Linked DNA regions of Zea mays: region 2 is linked to region 1. The links are chromatin contacts, called in public Hi-C maps. All regions are on one chromosome and are shown on one strand. Each heading gives the region's core, a stretch centred on a gene start, on an enhancer-like site or on the middle of the called end of the contact. The rest is flanking DNA. Distances are from core to core; before and after follow the strand shown.

Evidence for each region. A called contact is a pair of places that touch in the nucleus more often than the background predicts.
Region 2: a contact with region 1 is called in a Hi-C map of tassel, with 2.7 times the contacts expected there. The contact joins the promoter of LOC100125643 here to the enhancer-like site in region 1. A contact is called at or near these places in 2 of 25 Hi-C or Micro-C datasets (ear and tassel).

Annotation. Positions count from the first base shown.
Region 1 is chr1:263,347,306-263,353,316 of Zm-B73-REFERENCE-NAM-5.0, forward strand. No RefSeq gene overlaps it. Among protein-coding and RNA genes, the nearest start is that of LOC100281024, 31 kb to the left of the region's middle. Within about 2 kb of position 2,471, at least 17 of the 20 cell types and tissues checked have an H3K27ac peak or open chromatin away from gene starts, as enhancers often do. A contact at or near this core is called in ear and tassel, where this site is marked.
Region 2 is chr1:263,730,710-263,736,720 of Zm-B73-REFERENCE-NAM-5.0, forward strand. It overlaps LOC100125643, which reads right to left and starts at 2,597. Exons shown (of 4, transcript NM_001112574.1): 1 at 2,325-2,597; 2 at 1,617-1,805; 3 at 1,063-1,384; 4 at 299-842. The coding sequence starts at 2,568. The coding sequence ends at 305. LOC103643763 (a long non-coding RNA gene) reads left to right here. Exons shown (of 6, transcript XR_561270.4): 2 at 578-1,667; 3 at 2,875-2,960; 4 at 3,185-3,341; 5 at 3,419-4,299; 6 at 4,385-4,738.

The DNA of each region.
Region 1 (6,011 bases), core at 1,221-3,720:
GTAATGCCTCAATATTCTATTAAACGCACAAAAACCAAATTGAACCTGTCGTTTGGTGTGTACTCCTGTGTATATGGAGTTTGTCAGAAATCGTTGAGGAGTAACTATATTGGTTTGAATGCTTCTACCTAATGTAGATGTGGATATACCCGGGATTAATATCATATCTACATTTGACTTATTGGCATTTGATCTATTCTCGGGGACGCCTGCGAATATGATCCATTGGTCTTAGTCAAAGCGTATGTTCTGATTGCAGATTCATGTGGTCTGTAATAACTCTTCTCTGATGAATTCACCTTGATGGTGATTTGCCGCACGAAGAGGTTCATCTTGATGATGAAATTCCTAGCAATGCGTGCAATATCATTGTGCTAGGAATACGGAACAATGAATCCTTCGTTTTGGGAAATGGCGAAGATCATTATTAAATGTGGGATACAAATGTGTCGACACCTATCTTGCCTCTATAGATTGCAAAGGGATCCAAAACAAAGTCTTAGGCATGAGTGCTTGAAGCTCTCTTATCGGGTCATTGATAAACGCAATCGAGGTTGAACCAATAATCGCAAAATAAAAGTCGCGAGCTTGAAGTTTGGACATTTATGGGCACTATTGAAATAATGTGTGGTGAATGCGATGGTTCAAGTGGTCTTGTGAGAGACACATCCCACATATGTGTTGAGTAAACATAATTCCGCTATGTAATATATCTGGCAAATGGCATGAATTAAACTATGCAATTAATAGGATTCAGAAGATCCGTCATGAGATCCAAGGAGGACTCATATACTTGAATTATAAATATGCAACATATAAATCTCATACCGAATAATGCATTCCTGATGAATGACCATTCTCTAGTGTAGAGAGAATATCTTCTAGTTGAGATTACAGTTCCCTGATGGAACCTTTCTAGAAGTAATAAAGTTTGAGTTGAACACCAAAATTTGTTAATCCCGATAAAGGGATAAAGACCCATACAAACCCGAAAAGGAATAAAATGAGGTACCAAAGGACTTGAAGTTCACCGAATAGCACATGTGCATTCCATGAGTTTTACTCATGATAATTTCCACTAGATGTGAAATTATGGTATCCTCTAAAGCCCTGATGGTAGAAACCTATAAGGTTTAGGTGTTACTGGCAAAATATCCCCATTGTGCCAGAATGACAGACTATAACGATGTATCTGATCGATGAAAAAACCCTGATGGATTACGATCTTTGTTGGACTTTTGTTACACCATCATAGATATTGCAATGGATGAACACCTAGAGCGATGTGTCATATTTAGAATATGTACTATTGCAACTATATTATCCTCTAAGTCCTATTGAAGGACATGTTATTTGCTTTGCACAACTATGTATAAATTGTGGTGTAAGATAGAAAATGATAGCACCCCAACCTCATCCATTCTCGTTATTCCAGATGAACAATGAGACATATATCTTGAAGAACATGCTTGAGTTATGAGAGATAACGACTTTGACATATGTCATTGTCAGGGGGAGCAAATGCGTATATTGATCATAATCGTGAGACAATAAATGTCATATTCTATGCCCTGAAGGCGTGAGTTTGATGATCAATATGTGAACCTTTATGGAACTTTCTATCAAATATATAAGATCTAGTCGATCGACACCGTCAGTCAAAGTGGCTTATTTATATTGATACGTGCACTTACCTCGTATATCCTAGAAGTGAGTAGAGGTAAAGTTCTTGTAATAGTTCTTGCAAGGATATGCATTATGTTTGCTAAATCTTTATGTGCATATACTTCCAGAAGAAGATGTTTTGCCTTATTGATACGGTTTTGCAAGGATCAGAGGGAGCACATTTCTAAAGTTAGCCCTTATAGAAGATTCGATAGAATCTAGATCCCAGAGGATCGAAATCTGTCCCGATGACAGCTCTTGTACTCTTTTTCTTTGGTGAGTTTTCTTGAAGTTTCTCACATGAGGTTTTTAATGAGGCAACAAAGTGCAAATGCAATTTGCGTCACCATGTACTCTTTCTCCATATTTTCCCACTGTGTTTTTTAGGAGTTTTAACGAGGCATGTGTTGGTCGCAGTATTCGTCCAAGGGAGAGTGTTAAGTAACCCTAGTTAGGGTTATGTGGGCAAATACCGACTTTGCCCCTGAGGGGTCTCACATCTCTATATAAGAAACATGTACACCTCTTTATAATACAGAGAAGAGAAAGAGGCCAGAGGCCCAACCCTATATCCTGTGTCCCGTGTGTTCCTCTATCGTGCTTCTGGGAAGGGAGACGGGTCCTCTACAATTTCTCACGCCTCTACTGCTGACGGGAGGGAAGGGAGCGGATCTGATGATCCGTGGTGACGTAGTTCTCAACACTCCAGGCGTAGCGTTAGGGGCTGGTGGAGCTGCTGTGTGTGGGCCTGTGGGGACTGGGGAATAGGAAAGCAACGGAACAGGAGGCAGCACAGGCGTCAGGATGCACACTCTTGGGGCCAGCGGAGCAGGCGGCGGTCCATGCTGCTGGGCGAGCGGCCCGTGGCCCGTGGGGACGCTGGCGACCAGTTCTTCGCTGGCGCAAGCTCGGCTGATGTGCAGCAGCAAGCCAGCAATCCTTGTTCAGGCGCGCGCGCGGGAGCTGGCCCACGGCGGCAGCGGCCCACTCGAGCAGCGCGAGGGCGCGGCCTGGTAAGAGGGTTGGCGGCCCACAGTGGCTGAAGAATCCGGACTGAATAAGACTTAGTATCTCTTGTAAATAGAATTTGTTTTTTCCAGAGATGAGAATTAGACTGATAGACACTAGATTAGATTTATTTGAGACAAATGTTGGATTTTTGAAGAATTCAAGGAAGAATTTTCTGTTGCTTTTGGAGAGCACTTCTGTACATAAATCTTAATAATAAAAGAGTTGGTTATGCAATGTTAATGTGGTAACATCATTCCACTCTCTTTGTTGTTTAAATATTGTCTATCTCCTTTTGATCTTAGACTAATTTGCTCTTTTCAACTGAAACTGTTTAATCGATTCATCTAGAACATTGTTAAGACATATATTGAGCGGTCTCAAAAGTTTGAAATATCAATCTTCTATAGTTATTGCATAATTTAGAAATTAGATCTTGATTACTTTCCGTTACTCTTTAGAACAGAAAAACTTGTTTTGTTAATAACTTTATATCTGGAAGTTTGATGTGATTCCAGTTGGATTAATCACATAATTTTGTCTAGTTTAGGTACTATTTGTTTTGGATTTTAGTTACTCTAGATTATATAATTCAGTGTAAATAATTCATCAGGTAAACAAACACCATAAATTATGGGTCCAGATTATGATAATCTCATCAAGAGTAGTTTATTTAAGATTACTTTTGTAAAAGACCCACTATCTATGGTTATGATCATAAAATTACAATGTCTTCCATTTTATTCTTTCCCCAAATCACACGCACGCAGGGTATTATTGCCTTTGCCTCTATGTCTAAAAAATCAATAATCTTCATTCTTATAATCTGATCATCCAAATAGCTAGGGCGGATGACCCTCTATGGCCCGAGTCATACCAAGTTTGAGAAAAAAAGGTAATAGATACAACCCAACTATCCACCTATCCATCTGGCCCAAGTGCTAAAGTGGCTCACCCATTCTTCATGACTTCATCCAGACAGTCTTCACCCTGTGTCCCCATCACCCGTCGCCGCTGTCATAGACCTTCACCATCCGCCCATCTCAACTTCCGCCTCAGCCATCCCAACCTTTGCCTACCATCCTCCGTCGTCTGCCCCTCCTCCAGCCAGACTCCACCTCCGTCGCAGCCAACGGACCATAGTCCGGTATCGACAGACTCCGTCGTCCGCAACGGTTTTCCCTAAATTTTTCCTTCTATATTACTTTTTTGTGTCATCAACATTTTATCCCCTAATTTTTCATTTACCGCAACGGTTTCTCCTGTATTCTCCCTCTATACCCCACTACAACTATACAATATCAGGCTATGCGCAGCGGCCGACACTTGCGTCCCTCTCTCCTACCATTGTAGTGCATTTGGCGGCTGCAGTGATTCAGTTTGACGCGCAGCGGTGAACTCTACGGAGCCTGCTACGGAGAGGAGCGCTTCTCTCTCATCATAGATCCAGCGGTCCACTGTAGCGCCCTCTAAACTCGATTTTCGTGCTCGTCAGAATTTTAGAAGTGGAGAAAAAATGGTAATAGATGATGAATATGGTTTAATAATGATATTTTATAGTTGTAATGGGGTATAGAGGGAAAATATAGGGGGACCGCTGCTAGAGATGAAAAAGTAGGGGATAAAATGTTGATGATGTGACACAGAAAAGTGATATAGGGGGAGAAATTTAGAGAGAACCGCTGCGGACAGTCCCAAAGGAGCCCTACGCGTGCACAGGGAAAGGGTAGGGGGAAGCTCGCGGCTGCCGCTGGGGGAGCCACACCAAAAACAAACAGCGTCGAACCAATGCAGGGGGCAGAGAGGTTGGATAGGAGGGTTATCGTTCGTGCGACTACGCTTTTCTCCATGTATAGGATCGTAGGATGATAGAACAGGCAATAAAACGGAGTGAATGACTCTGAAACTATACAAATAAATATCCCACCTCTTTTAACCAGAGAAACAAAAGAGTGAGCTTTTATAAATCTGGACAGGTTACTGTTATGTTAGTAAAAGCATTGATGGTCAAACTCCGTAACTTGGATCAATCTTAAAATTTAAGAGATTAAGAGCATATTTATTTCAGCTTAAAGATTATATAATCTAGATTATGATCTAGATTGTAATTTGTATGTAGTTGTACTTGCACAGAGAACCCACAGGTTCCTATCCAACCTCTCTGCCCCCTGCATTGGTCCGACGCTGGACACCTGTTCCGATAGGAACCCCACTCCCCCCACCCCACAGGCCCACACACACAACAAAAAACAGTGCATGTGCATCTCCCATGTATCAACTGCAGGACCAGACCAAAACCGGGCACATGCATGCAAGCTTTGCTGAAAGCCGAACTCCTTGGGTATCCAATCGAACGAACTTAACAAAGCATGCATCAGGCACCAGCAGGCCGCTTTTATCCCCAGACGTTGTTGATGATGCACCCCATGTGTTTAGCTTCCTTTGGCCCCTAATAACTAAAGGCTCAATCTACGCCATGTAAAGCCATGGATGGACTGCTGGTACTGCTCATGCTCATGCCTGCAACAACCAACTCTAGATAGACAAAAAAACATATTATATATATGCAATGCCTTGGGACGATGACATCTGTACACTGCACTTGCGCAGTCTCTTGTTGGAGCCTTTCGTACGTGAACATGACAGGCTAGCTAGCTCAAGTGGGCTGTCATTGCCCAACAACAACTGTTAGGCACATATCTCAGATAAACAAGCATATATTAGATAGATAGATAGATTTCAAATTCAAAGTATATATATGCTAGCTTGGACGACACTGGCCAGAACGCGCGCGCATGACAATTAATGGTTCGTTGAACGTAGCCGGGGCTAGCTAGCTTTATTTACGAGGGACGCAGCACTGTTTGCTTTGGCGAAACACAAACCCGAAACCTGTCGTTACCCGCTCTAAAGCCAGCTTAATTAAAGCATAGTGCTAGCCGGTAACTGTATGGGCGCGCGGTGCGGTTCTTGATCTTGGACATGACAGCAGCAGCGCATCTGAATTCAAGGACGTACCGGAGATGAATTAATGAATGAATGAAGGCAGCTTGCTCCTCGCACGTACGTACCTCTTCCTCTTCTTTCGGCGTTCCATCTCGTCTAGCTTGCGTGCCAGTGTGCCACCCACTCGATCTGGAGAACTTCTCGCGATCACATGACCATGCGCATGCATATATATATATTGATACAGGACTATGCTTTCGCCAAATGCAGAAACTTTCTTGTTTTTTTTTCCTTGGGAGCAGATCGGAGTAGATATGGCAATTGGTATCCGTTACCCGAAACCCGGTAGTTTTTTGCTCTATTAGGGTATGGGTTTAGGTCAATTTCTGTAT
Region 2 (6,011 bases), core at 1,347-3,846, 380 kb after region 1:
GAGCTTGATCTTGAAACAGTTTTCTTTTGATTAAAATGGACCACTGAAGTTTCTGCTGAAAAGGAAACATTAAGCATCTAGCAAGCAAGATATCATTTGACGGAAACTAGAATTTGTTTAAGATACAGCCAGATTCAGAAGAACTGATAATTCAACAGCTGAATACTACAAAAATAGAAGTACAAATGTAGATAACGAGCATGCATGGGGTAAACAGTACGGTCATTTGGACCTTCTTTTTTCCTGACTCATTGTTTGCATCCGTGGTGAGATATCTATGTCAAGCTCTCCATGGATTGAGGAATCATGGTGCATGGTCAAGATTCAATAGCCAACCATATGACCTAGATCCACACTTGCTTAAGTCCTCACTAATCTTGGAGTTCGTTAAGATCTCGCCTAGAGGTCCACCTTGAGGCATCTCCCAGGAGCTTGATATGCAGTCCTGCTGCACTTGTGTCATGTTAGGTGTAAGGCAGGTAGTTTGTGGACCGTCTGCAGAATAGAAAGCCGATGAGACTAGCACGGAATCAGAATATCTGTTCTTTTCTGACTCCAACCTGTCATTCTGGGCTAGGCTGAAATTTTGGAGGACTGATTGGAGGGATTCAGCGTCATGGCGCTGTGTGGAGGAAATGCTCTTGTGGTGGCTGCCACCCCAGGCTTTCAACATCGTGTCCGAGTTCGGCTCATTTTCCGGTGTGGGACCTAACTTATCTGGTTTGTTCTGCTGCTTCAGTTGAGTGAGCAGGGACAAGGTGGGCTGACTGTTCTTCGTCGAACTAAGCAGCAAAGACTCGTCGTCCGTCGGTTTGTTTGCCTTCTCTCTGCTCAGCATTGTCCTGAAAATATGTACAATGTTTTCGAAATGAGAATTATTATTATGAATGCTAAGTGGCAACTAACATTATTTAGAACCATAACATACTAATACTGTTCCAGATTAGTACTTGAAAATGAAGCATCGTCGATGCTCTTATAATAGGATTCACAAGTATTAAGTTGGGATTTTATTATTCAGATATGATGCTAAAACAAGGAGATGACTCTGGTGGTATTTACCTGTTTAAGCTATCTGTCCAATAGCTGCCAGTGCCTGGCTTGGAGTCATTAACTTTTGCCTTCTTCAAGCTACCTTGTGGCCCGGCACACGGCAACGAGCCAGCAGCAGCGGTAGTCACCTCCTTGGTGGCCTTTCTAGGTTGGTTTTCCACAGGCTTTCTTGAACGGTGGCGGTTCCTATTGATGTGGCGCTCGCAGTACTTGTGATCAGGCATCGCCTCCTTGGAGCACCGCCACTTCTTTCCGTCTGTCCGCCGGCACCTCCCAGGTTCTGGGTCGGAGTCTGCGTTTGCGTAGCCTTGGTAAAGAGGCCTCCAGCTCACTGCGTTAGAGAGTCTGTCAAGCTCTGATTACATTTATACTCAAAAAGGCAATACAGTGGTCAATCTTTATGGCATATATAATGGTTTGGTTATTCTTTATTCATTTGTGCAAAATAATATATGTACTTTCTCTCTCTTCTCGTTTGGTTTATTTATTGCAGGTGCTAGCATAACAGCTTTGAAGTAGAGAACCTCCTTTTTAGTCTTGTGGTTGAGAACATGCATGCATACCTCTGTTGGATGACCTGAAGCTCTTGCTGATGGAAACGAGCAGGCTGGAAGGTATGGGGGCCTTGGCATTGAGATACTTGTATATGAGAGCCTGGTGCTCCAGCTCCATCCACTGCGACGGAGTGAACGGCCGCTTGGTCCTGGACAGCAGGAAAGCCTGCTCGCTCGGGCCTCCTCCGAAGTCTAGGCCTGGATGACGGTGAAACAAGGAGAATATTTTAGTCTGACCGAAAATCTGAAAACGCTGGGACGTGCATGGGCATGGCGAAGGGAGGGAGCGCCAGGACAAAAGCGTACGTAATAAAGGTGAAAAAGCAGACGAAATGTTTTACAACAGGCAGCCTTCTTGGCCGGGGAGGGAGGGAAGGAGAGGAGAGCGGCGGGTGGTGTTGGGCCAAATCCCTATGGCCGGTACCGCTAGGCCAGGCCCCTCCATATATAGTAGATACTCCTAGCTAGCATTCATGAGGGCTCATCAAGTTCCATGAATGCTGCTGTTGTCCTTTTGACTTTTGCTTTTCTTTCTTTTTTGTGAATAGTCTTGTTAGTCCATTTTCTTGAGTGTAGTGTATCAGAGTGGCCTACCGCTGTCTATCATGTTTCGCAGAGAAGGTATCCATCCAAGAAGGGAGGAACGAATGGATGGGCGCGAGGGAAGGGAATATGCGTTGCGGAGGACTGAGGAAGGCCAAGGCAAGGCATACGAACCTGAGGGCGACGTGTGAGCCGCCGCCGCCTTGGAGAACCTGAGCATCTTCTGTTGGTCGAGGAAAGGGGAGGGGTAGGAGGTGGCTGCCTGGGCGAGGCCTGCTCGCTTGAGAAGACCCAGGTCGCTGTCTCCGGACGATGGCCCGGTGGCGGCGGCGATGCCTTGCTGCAGCCCCATCACATCCCCGACTCCGAGCTCCATGGCCACAGCACCAGCAGCGGCAGCACAGAACTCAGCGCTCATCAGGGGGAGAAGAAGAGGCTGACGGGAGGGAGTGGATGCTGGCGTGCATCGCCGGGGACGGGGAATGGGGACAGGCTGGTTGGTTTAGAGGCGGGTGGGTGTGGTCTGCTTGCTTTTCTGGTGGGAGGCAGGGGTTTGTCCGTTTGTGTGGTGGGCTCTTTGGGGGACTAGAGGGGTGGCCCTTAAATAGCACCGGTCCTTTCGTCCGTTCTTTTGTCTTTGGATATGAGTTTTCAGAGAGAGATTTGTTTTTTTTTTGACGAGCGCAAAGGAGTACAATATTTTTATTATTGTTATTATGAGCAGCAGTGACAGTGAGTTGACAACGGGTACCACGGACGGTGTAGCAGCGAGCGGTTAAATAAAGCAGAATCTCAAATCTACAGCCCAAGGTACCACGTACTCCTCCCTCTAGCATCATGAGCAAACCGAAAAGGCCCTACCGCGGCCGCCCATGCGTCTTCAAAAAAAAAAAAGATGGTCTTTTTTTTTTTATGCGAGTGAAGGCAATAACTGTCCGTGACTGTGTGGTCTTTTGTACGCTGCGTGAGTAAACTTGTGCGAACGAGTACCGGTACTTGTAGTTCAATAAGTAGGGCCTTTTGTATCCTTGCAGGTAAATACGAGGAAGTAAATGGCGGGGCTTCATCCATGTGACGGCCACAGGACGCAAATGTGACGCCTCCTCGCGCGCCAATGTTAAACCGGAGGGCATTGACTCCTCCTGGAGAGGGAGAGAGAAGGGGACTTTTACTGCCTGAGTATCTGTGAAGGTAAATGTGCCCTACATGAACTGGCCTTACTACTACGAAAGGCTAACTTGACATTTACGACGATGTTAATTGGACAGACGGCAGCACCTTTAGGCCTCCATTGAAGCAAACAACAAACACGAGGAGTATTTGGCACAGTAATACTGTAACAGGAGGAGCCACTCCTACGGACCGTTAGTGCGTTGGGGTGCTTGCTTGTGGCCAGGAGTCAAAAATCACATCCGACTCCAAGAACGCCACCACAGCTTAGCCCGCGCGCCAAACATGGCAGCTACATGGAAAGTACGCGATGCCGCGCCAGGCGCTTTGGCAGCAGTGAGCAGGCTCCATGGGCCTGCCGCCGCCGCTGCTGCTGCTGCGCGGTCACGAGGTTGAGGTGACGCTTTTCAAGTCCGCCTCCTTCGCCTTCCCCTCCTGGACGGGCGTATGGCTGGGGCTTCATTCATTGCCCGCCTAGGAGCACACAGCAGATCAAGCAGCCAAGCCCACGCACGGCACCAACCCAGCTTCTTCTTACGGCGCGGCGGCCCAATTTCTTTGTCACGACAACGACAACGACGACGTGCCAGCGGGAAACCTTTGTACTAGCTGTTAGTATGTACTCCATACAGTATCGTCACCATTCTTATGTGTGTGGCTGTGTGCAGGCCAGACAACGGAGATTTGACAGAACCTATGCACGGCACACTTGGATACGCTGCGCCGACCCCCTTCTCTCGGCACCGCCCGCACGGCCGCACGGCTACCTGCTACAGAGTACTACTCCTAGTACGCACGTACAGGGGTGTACGTGGGTATTGCTGCCAACTGTGCAGCGTCGCGCACGGGCCATCAATGTGATTTGATGCCTCAGTCATGTGCCCGCTTCAACAGCCTGCGTCTGCGTGTCTCGTGGACGACGGCAAGGCCAAGGCCCGCCAACGGCAGCCCAGCTAGACTCCAGCCGTATATAGGAGGAGTACGTACAAGTTGCTTTCTCTCTCACATTTTCAGACAACGCAAAAGTACATGAGGAGGGTAGTAATGTTGCAAATATCCTACAGAAGAATACAATGGACCACCACTCAGGAGGAGGCAGGACGATATTTTGTACCCACTGCTGTACTCGTCACTCAGGAGTTGGAGTGGGGAGAGGTGCTGGGGCGCAGAGCGGCCGCATCGGCGTGTCGGTGTGGCTGAGCAGTGGAGTGGAGTGGGTGTGCCGCAAATGGACTTACTATATAAAAGTTCGATTATTTTGTTGTATATCTAAGTCTAGGTATAAAAGGTTACAGAGATTGAGGTGACACTATGGCCCCCCAAGTATTAAATGTACAACTTGTATCATAGGAGAGTTATTATATAACTAGATTTGTAGTTAGCTACTATATGTGACATGATGACATTATAAAATCCCACCGTAAGTTAAGACATTATAAATTCCACCGTAAGTTACTCCCTCTGTTATAAAATATTAGTCGTTTTAACTCTTGGTTTTTATGTATATATTCAAATGAATGATAATAAATTTAGACATATATACAAAACACATACATAAAAAATTACATGAATATACTAATTCTCTAAAACGACTAATGTTTTGAGATGGAAACTTGCTCTTCCTGTGTTCCCATCTTAATGACTCTGGTTTTTTTGGAGGTTTTCTGTTGATGCGTAGGTGCATTATTGCACGTTGGGAAAGAACCACACTTGAAGACAAAATCCATTGGTTCAAATCAAGCGGCCAGAGCCAGCATTTCCTCCTCACGCCGGTACTGCGTAGCAGGGGGTGGCTGGAGGCCCATGTGCGCGGCGCGGACGGATGGCGGTGCTGCGACTGCGAAGTCACGCGCGCGCGACGCGGACCACGCCTGTGCCCCGCCGGGGAGCAGGACGCAAAGGTGCCCGAGACCGAGACGACGTCACGCCACGCGTCGTATCCCCGTTGGACAGGACAGCAGCGAAGAATCCGGGCACCGTAGTGCACATGGTAGGGTAGTGTCACGGCCGGCCGCATGCACGGCGTACTGACCTGCCGGCGCCAGGGACACACCGAGCGGCGAGCGCGGCCGCGTTTTTCTTTGCAGGTGTGGGTGTCGCTGCGTGCTCAGGCCCCCGCCACCCGCCCGTCCACCCTGCGTCACGCGCGCGGCGAGGCTCTGCTTCCTGCCTGCTGGCGCCGCTTGCACTGCCCAGCTCGCGGCGCAGGCAGCCCACAGTCCCACACTCCCAGATGATGAGATCATGAGGTTCGTAAAATTAATCGTAGGTATACAACCATTTGTTGACTCGTAGAAGCATTATTTAGTTGGATAGAAATTAAAGGTGCCGAGGCCCATATACGACTTGCTAAACAGAGAACGCTAATCAAGGGCCGCTAAACAAGGCAACAGTGCCATGCAGCCCTAGCTAGATGGCTAGCAACGGACAGCGACGCGACTCGCGAGGCTGTGTGCAAGTGTACAGCAGTGGCTGGCGGCTAGCACTGTTCGGATGATCGGATCATCGTCACGGATCCCTTCAGATACTCTGCGGCCGAAGTGCGGACTGCCGTGCCGCGGTGGGCTATTTTTCTCATGAAACAGGAGTCGTAGATAAGTACTGTACGCACGTGGTAGTACGAGTTCCTCTGCCCCGTAGAATTTTTACGTCGATGCATGTACCAATCAAAGTATCAAAGAAGCTGATATC